2 separate regions of the Hordeum vulgare genome follow, and region 1 is linked to region 2. Evidence: chromatin contacts called from public Hi-C data. All regions are on one chromosome and are shown on one strand. Each heading gives the region's core, a stretch centred on a gene start, on an enhancer-like site or on the middle of the called end of the contact. The rest is flanking DNA. Distances are from core to core; before and after follow the strand shown.

Evidence for each region. A called contact is a pair of places that touch in the nucleus more often than the background predicts.
Region 1: a contact with region 2 is called in a Hi-C map of leaf, with 4 times the contacts expected there. The contact joins the promoter of LOC123443033 here to the promoter of LOC123443032 in region 2. A contact is called at or near these places in 5 of 6 Hi-C or Micro-C datasets (leaf, seedling and an unstated tissue) and 1 of 1 datasets of contacts at active chromatin or transcription factors (embryo).

The regions. Positions count from the first base shown.
Region 1 is chr3H:75,580,733-75,585,092 of MorexV3_pseudomolecules_assembly, reverse strand. It overlaps LOC123443033 (cytochrome P450 734A6-like), which reads left to right and starts at 2,651. Exons shown (of 5, transcript XM_045119257.1): 1 at 2,651-3,231; 2 at 4,244-4,360. The coding sequence starts at 2,955.
Region 2 is chr3H:75,157,959-75,162,203 of MorexV3_pseudomolecules_assembly, reverse strand. LOC123443032 (cylicin-1) reads right to left here and starts at 1,962. Exons shown (of 12, transcript XM_045119256.1): 1 at 1,858-1,962.

The DNA of each region.
Region 1 (4,360 bases), core at 1,402-3,901, 420 kb before region 2:
ACATACGAGGTAAATAAATGAATCGGTAATTTAAAATATATCTATATATATTCATATGTAGTGCATAGTATAATTTCTAGATAGACTTATCCCTCCTTCGTCCCAAAATACTTATCATATGAATGAATGTATCTAGATGTATTGTAGTTTTAGATACATTCATTTTTATTCATTGATGTTACAAGTAATTCCGGATGGATGCATAGGGTGTATTTAGAGCAACTTCAATGGGGCGATTCATTTAGTCCGCCGCCGTCATTTAGGTCCGCGCAGACAGAAAAAACGGCCCAATGCGCCGATCCAAACGGACGTGCGCCCGCTTTTCGTCCGCGTGCTGGCCCATTTCCAGCCCAGTTTTGAGCATGATTTGGGTCGACACGGACGACGCGCGCTTTCTCCATCCGCTGGCCCGTCATTCGGTGGCACATCGGTCATTCTCCACCCCTGCTGACAGCGTCGACAACTAGCCCTCGCCTCCCACCCAGATTTGTCACCGCCGCTGCCGCCCAGTTCCGGCGGCCTCCTCCCGTAACTCCCCAGCGCCTACCCACGCTGCCGGCTGCATCGTCATCGGGGCGCCGCAGCTTCCCCGACCCCAATCCATCGTCGCCGGTCAGCTTCGTCGTCCACACCCGCGAGCTGTTCAACATTTTGCCTCAAGGTACAAATGGACTGCGCCGGCGAGTTCTTTGTTCTGTGCAACTCGGACGATTCCTCATCCGACGATGAGGAGATGCTGCTTCCCGTGTTGGTCCATGATCACATTAATAGGCAACGGCCGTTGTTTCGGGGCTCGATTCCGGAGTATGTTCCAGCGTTGAATCACAACCGAGAGAGCGGTCATTTCCTTCTATGGAAGGACTACTTTGACACAAGCAATCCGATGTTCAAACATCAGAAATTCCAGCCTCGTTTCCGTATGGCTAGGCATGTTTTCAACCGGATTCGACAAGGGATGGTCGGATACGATGACTACTTCGAGTGCAAAGAGGATGACATTGGAAAGATTGGCTTCTCATCTTATCACAAATGCACTGCAGCCATCCGGATGCTTGCTTATGGAGTACTCGGTGATCTTATCGATGAGTATGTCCGTATGAGTGAGTCTACGTGCCTAGAGTCGTTGTACAGATTCTGCAAGGCTGTGATTACAGGGTTTGACCCTGAGTACTTGAGAGAGCCGACTGTTGCAGACACAACCCGCTTGTTGGCGACCAATGCTAGCCGGAGCTTCTCATGGATGCTTGGCAGCATAGATTGCATGCACTAGGTGTGGAAGAACTGCCCTTCTGCTTGGCAAGGCCATTACAAGGGCCATGGCAAGGCTTGCATTGCCATACTTGAGGCCGTGGCCTCTCAAGATCTCTGGATCTGGCATTCTTTCTTTGGGATCGCACAATGATATCAACGTGCTTCAACGATCGCCGGTGTTTGCAAGGCTCGCCGAAGGCAATAGCCCGACCATCAATGTTAACATCAACGATCACAACTACAACAAAGAATACTATTTAGCTGACGAAATCTATCCACGGTGAACCACTATTGTGAAGACATTCTCCAACCCTGTTGGAGAGGAGAGGAAAAAATTTGCCCAAGAGCAAGAGAGTGCTAGGAAGGATGTCGAGCGTGTCTTTGGTGTTCTGCAATCTCGATGAGGCATAGTTCGGTACCCTGCTAGAACTTGGAGCACCAAGCAGTTGTGAGAAGTGATGACTGCTTGTGTGATCATGCAGAGGATGAGCGTCCGGAACGTCTCCATGATCAAGGGTTTGAGTCTCGGGATGACAATAGATGCCTCGGCATGGCGAGAAGCGGCATCGTTTGCACAGTTCATCCAATTTTATCATGAAATGCGTGATTTGAATACTCATATTCAATTGCAAGATGGTTTGGTTGAGCATATGTGGGATCATGTTGGCAATCAATAAGTGTATTTTGTAGACAGTTTAATTTTTATTGGGCTTGTAAAACTTTGCTATATTTTATTTTCTATTGTGAAACTATCCTATATCATTTGTTTTTGAAAAATATGCAAACTGTTTGTATTTGTTGAAAATCGATGGTTAGCCGGTTACACAGATAAATATGAGTCGATGTGTTGGACACGCTGCATCCAAATCATAAACCTAAAGGACGCAAAGTCGGCAGGCGACCCAAACGAACGAAATCTATTGGGTGGAGTTGCTCTAGGAACGAACGGAGTACATGTGAGTACGTGTGAGGACGGATGGCACGGCAGCATGTCATCAGAGGCGAGGATGCTGAGAAGAGAATCCTCTCTGTAGCGCGCCGCTGCTGCTGCTGCGCGCACCGCACTGGCAAATTTTCGCAGCGGAGCGGTGAAAATGGAACAGTGCTGGTGCGGTGTTACAGGTGGCCAGGAGAGAGAGAAAGGCCGAGGATTGAGTGAGGCTGGAGAGAGAGAGAGAGAGAGAAGTGAGAAGGCCAAAACGAAAGGGAACAAAGTTGCCAATTTGGGTTGACCCCGCCATTAATCCCCGCGACGGCGGCTCCAACGGCGCCGGCCCTGCTTCGCTCCACATCACGTCCCTCTCGCTCGCTCTCTGCCATCACGCTGCTTTTACCCTTGTGCCCCCTCCCTCCCCACCTTCTATCTAGATTAAATGGAACGAAACCGATGGATGGATCCATCCTACGCTTTCAGTTTCAGCGATGATAATACTAATCCTACTACACACATACACAGAGACTGCTGGTCCAGAGCCAGAGCCTGGCTCCCCTATATAAATCCACCCTCGTTTTCTCTCCTCTCCTCTCACCTCACCACACCACGTCTCCACTCCTGCCACCTCACGCGACCTCCTCCTCTGTTTCCTTCTTTCTTCTTCTCTGAGGAGTGAGGACGGACGGCACAGCTCAGACGAGTGAGTGTCTGAGGCGAGAGGAGGGGATATACAGATACATACACTTGGTATTGGTGCTGTGCGGTGCGGATGACTGGTTGGTGGTGGATGGCGGCGGCGGTGGCGGCGGTGGCGTACGTGGCGGCCAAGCTGATGGAGGTGCTGTGGTGGCGGCCGCGGCGCGTGGAGGAGCACTTCGCGCGGCAGGGGATCAGGGGCCCGCCCTACCGCTTCTTCATCGGGTGCGTCAGGGAGATGGTGGCGCTCATGGTGGCCGCCTCCGCCAAGCCAATGCCGCCACCCTACCGCTCCCACAACGTCCTCCCCCGCGTCCTCGCCTTCTACCACCACTGGAAGAAAATCTACGGTAAGCACATACACCATATTCCCATGGCCTTGCTTCTTCGTCTTCCTCGGCACACTCTGCTTCTTCCTCTGCTTGCTTGATCTCCTCCCAACAAGCTTCTTTTTCCCTTCATCTTTAATATGAATGATGAAGAGAACAAGGAAAGAAACCAAAATTCACAAGGAAAATCAAGGGAAGGGAGAATCGGCGCCGGCGGCAAGCACAACAGAGAGAGAGGAGAGCGGGGGCGGGCGGGCAGGCAGGCAGCGGCAACAACTTGCAACAGCTGCTGTCGAGCGCGTCTTGTTCCCGAAATGCCGCTTCGGAGTGACATGCATTAAGTGGCATGTCGAGCGCCTGGGCTTGGCTTGTCGGAGTGGTTTGCCGTAGTTGTCTCTCGTTATCGCTGTCCCCCGGCTGCAGCCCGGTTAGGTGGCCACGCCCAGGGGTCGTCTATCCTACACATCTCATTTTCTCCCTCCCTTCCCCGGCCGGCCACCGTCCGTCGCCATTCCCATTTACTCCCATTCGCATCCACATCCCCTGCTCCTGCTGCGCTGCCCCGTCGCAGTCCTTCTTTGCCACTGCTCCTCCTCTGCTTGCCTGCTTGTACTACTACTACTTCTTGAAACTCGACTGATCTTGCCTTGCCTGGGTCATGATTTTTTTGCCGCCTTGCTGTATGTATGTATGTATGTATATTTATGCCTGCAATTTTCTACGTATATGTACATGTATGTACCCATGCCATGCCAGCGTCTTCTGCTGGTGCCTTGTGCGTTCACGCCGCATTGCCATTTTTTGCAGCTTGATTAGCAGTACCGGTAACCTTGCTGCATGTATTTATGTGTGTATTTTTGTGCCCATGGCGTGTCCATGCCAGCGTCTTCTCCCGCTAGCCTGTGCCTTCTCGCCGCCTTGGCAGCTGGTGGATGCTGATGTGGCGGAACATGGCCTCCCTGGTCAATCATTGATCCCCTTGTTTGCTTGCCTGCTTGTCGCTCACGGCCACTTAATTTGCTGCTGCTCACAGGCTCCACGTTCCTCATATGGTTCGGCCCGACGCCGCGGCTCGCCGTCGCCGACCCCGACCTCATCCGGGAGATCCTTCTCTCGCGCGCCGAGCACTTCGACCGCTACGAGTCGCACC
Region 2 (4,245 bases), core at 713-3,212:
TTTTTCCTTTTAAAAGCTAGATAGTACAATAAAAAAATTGGATACTTGGGTTGCATGGTTTACAATAAGCTTGGGGTACAGCAAGTCATTTAATGTAATGAAGATGTCCTTTTATGATGGTCTTGACCAAAATGTTTGGGTCCAAACAGATCCGATCATTTCTCGAGACAAAAGAAAGAAACTCTTCCCAGCATGTAAACACTTAATATGAACATCCAGCAAGCCGTGTACCAATCACGATCCAGAGAATCAAACTAATGAATTACAGAATACACAGTATGTTATAGGAAGCAAGTGATAAAAATTTCAAGGAATGGCGTCAGTCTAGGGGACACGTCGGTGGTATGGGATTGTATAAACAGGAACATATTTGTAACAAATTTTTGAACTAAATTCTACTCCCTCCGTCCCATAATATAATAGCTCATTATGGGACAGAGGGAGGAGCTATCATCCAGTTTAGTCATTGTAAAACTGGGACCCATCAGGGCGGACAAAATGACCAGGAACAGGGTACGATTAGCACCAGGGTGGACAAAGCATCTTCTTCCCATTTTTCTCACAGAACAGGACAGCGGCCAGAATGGAATGGAATTAATATGCGAGATTAGAAGTTGCTCAAAAAAAACTAATCTGGATTGCTCACGCTAAATAAAAGGCAAAAAGGATGGCCAGATTGTTCAAGCAAGCTAGGTTCCTCACCAACAAACTAGAGGGGGGGATCTGGATGGTGCACACCCAGAATTTGTGCAGGTTAGTTTGCGATTAAAATTATTACTGGATGAGATGACTAATTTGTCATACCTCCAAAATCTGGTCTAAGATTGCGGACAGAGTGGAGACAGCAGGGGGGAAATGAGCAACAGATGGAAGAAGGAAGAAGCCTGAAACATTTGATTCAAAGTACATCATTTTTATCATGCTAGGCGAGTAATTGCGCCATGAACAAGATATTGTGCAGTTTTATGTCTAATTTCATCTCAACTTGTGTCCTCCAACAACTTCAACTCGATTGCACTGCTGGCACTGAAATACTAGGGCCAGGAACACGGCAGAACTAGCGCCAGAATCAGACATAATATCTTCTTACCTCAAGTAACAGGGCAGCAGACAGAAGCCCAGAACAGGATGGAATTCATAAGCGAGATCTAAAGTGAGATGAGAGGACGTTGAATCCCTAAAATTGACTCTGCCAACCTAGGGCAGGGGGGCAAACGCGCCAAAAGCCATTTCTTTTGGCGTTCACAAAACCCACCCACCGATATAAAATCCATCAACCTAGCGCGCGGTCACAGACCAAGCAAGAACCGTAAGCGGGGCGGACCTAATTGAACCCACAATTACGCGAGATTTAGAAATTGCTGAAAAAACCCTAAAATGACCAGGAACATGGTGGAATTAGCGGCGGCATCGTCTTTCCATTTTTCTCACGGAACAGGACAGCGGCCAGAGCGGAATGGATTCCATATGCGCGGGATTAGAAGCTGCTGGTCAAAAAAAGAAACTAATACGGATTCCTCACGGTAAACGAAAGGCGAAAAACACGGCCCCATTGCTCGAGCAAGCTAGGGTTCCTCGGCAACGAACTACTTGCAGGGGCGGATCTGGACGGTGCGCAGCGCGCCAGAATTTGTGATGGTTAAATCATCACTGGATGAAATGGCCGAAATGTTCATGCCTCCGCAACCGATGTCTAGGATTGAGGAACGGGGCGGAGACGGCGGGGCGGGAAATGAGGCGGAAAGGGAAGAGCGACGCGCGCGGGGTTTGGCCGGGTGATTGACGAGGCGTCGGCGGTGGCGCTCGGGTCAGCTTGCAGGGATAGGGGTGGGGATGTTGGAGGAGGAGGAGACGCACCTGCAGATCGGCCGGTGCCGGCCGCTCTCGGAACGCCGCCGCCGAATTGCCTGCGGCCTGCGGGCGCCGCAAGAGAGAGGGAGGGAGGGAGGGCGAGACGAGAGCGCAGCTGTGCGCGACAGTGTTTGGGCCTTTTTGAGGGGATGAGCGAGCGAGCGAGGAAAAACGCTTCGGGAGGGTGAGGTGAGGTGAGGTCAGGGTCAGCCGCCCACACCGAGCGGCTGCTTTGCCCTAGTCCCCTCGATTCGGTCACGTCCATTCTCATTTTTATTTTAAAAACTAGTTGAATATCCATGCGTTGTCATGGGACAATATAAAGATGCTAGATATTAATGAAATGATAAAAAAATAAACACAGATGCCAAGCAATGCATGCCTCTGGTTTATAAATGTGTCATGTCAAATATTGATATTATTTTCCGGTTTTATCTTTCCACAACAACCAAGCACCACCCACTCTTCCTCTCCATGGAACATTTTCTTCTTTTGCCCTCATCTAGTGAGACAGGTTAGGGTCTTTCTACTACCCATCCCAAGCCACATAACGTACCATGACAAAAAAGAGTAAAAATAAGGTATCTATTGTACTAAATAACATTAAAAACCTGCGAACAAAGCCATTAATAAGTGGTGAAAGCCAAGCAAACATTAAGATCCATAATTTGGTCAAACTTGATAGATGAAATCTACTCTCTCTATTCACAAATATAAGATGTCATAACTTGATAGACCAAATCTACTCATTTCAATCCTTATGTAGGCCGCATTGAAATATTTAAAATATCTTATATATGTGAACAAAGGGAGTATGTTATAACTTGTACAGTATCTTGAGCTACCGCACCGACAACCCACCCCTCGTTGCATGAGAGACATATCTTCCTCTCACGTCAAATGTGTCCCATTCAAACTCCAATGCTTAGTGTACGTATCTTTTGATGATGAGACACAAAATCTGAGACACATCAAAACACCAAATGTAGAGATGACAGAAACAGAATAAGTGAAAAATCCTACAACCACGATAAAATATATTTCAATAAAGAAGTAACTTTTACTTTGTCGAAATAATGGTAATGTTTGTTAGGTTGCCTCAAAACCTCAAAAGCTAGACCACCATTACTTTTTTTAGGTAGTCAAGACACATAATTTTAAAATCAAGTGGTACCTATTAAGTGATGTAAAGTGTTGCAATTGTAACCATTTGGTTGAATCTTTTTTTAGGTAGCCAGGCACATAATAATAAAAAGATGAAGTTCTGTTGAATTTCAATGTCCATGGAACAAACATTGCATTTCTCTTAGTCCAGGGAACAAACATTGCAATTTTAGGTAGGCAGACACATAACCTATTTTAAGGGAACAAACATTGCATTTCTCTTTGTCCAGAATTTAATTATTTGACTCCATTTATCCAGCCCTTACCACATGAAGGGAAAGTAATGCATACAGAAAAGCTAGTAAGTTTAAAAGTAATTTTATGAAAATATCATACCAATGAAAACATATTGTAACGTCGGTATTCATCTTGTACTATTGCTATCTCAAACAAATAGATTTTTTTTGCAAGAATTTGCTCATATAGCCCCATGTATGAGCTAACACTAAAGTAGGATGCATAATTATATGACATGATGCATTATCACATTAGCTTCACAAACCTAAAGGTCACTAAGATAATGCCCATTGCGACTTCCACCAAATATGTACAATGTCTTGCGGTACAGTTGTTCCATGCTGCAGTAGCCAAAGTTCACATCAATGGTACAAAACTAAATATTGTAACAAAAAGGAAAAATAGGGTAACGGCCCTACAAGTTACATATAGCAGAGGCAAGAAAAAGATATGGTGCACCTCATAATGGGGTTTAGGTTGTTGCCCACAAATAGATAATGCATGTCATCCATCGCTAGCACTGACAGTACTAAGACCTTACAGAGTAACATCTTTGTCTTGTGTCCCCATTGAAACTTTCAGAAACGATTTCAACAAACTTGATAATAGCCCTAGGAATAAACACCGATGGGCTAATGCAGGCCCGCAGGGCCTGGACACATCCCATTTTTTGGGCTATCATCTCTCTCGTCTTCTCTGCATAGCTTCACAAGCACCAGTGGCACCATCTATTTGTTTGTCCATTCTATTTCCTCTCCTCTAATGTGTGCATCCGAAAATAATCTGATGATTGGTCACTGGACCATTCCAAGATGTCGCGTTCTCGTCCATGTAGGTTGGTCCAAAAAACTGGATATAGATTCTGGTAATAAGCTTGCAATGCACCAGTTTTTTGCTTCAGGGTACCTAAGGTATGAATTCTGATATGCAGGGACGGGCAGATATCCTCTTTCACTCGCATTTAAAAAAAAGAAAGTCGGGCCGACTCCAAAT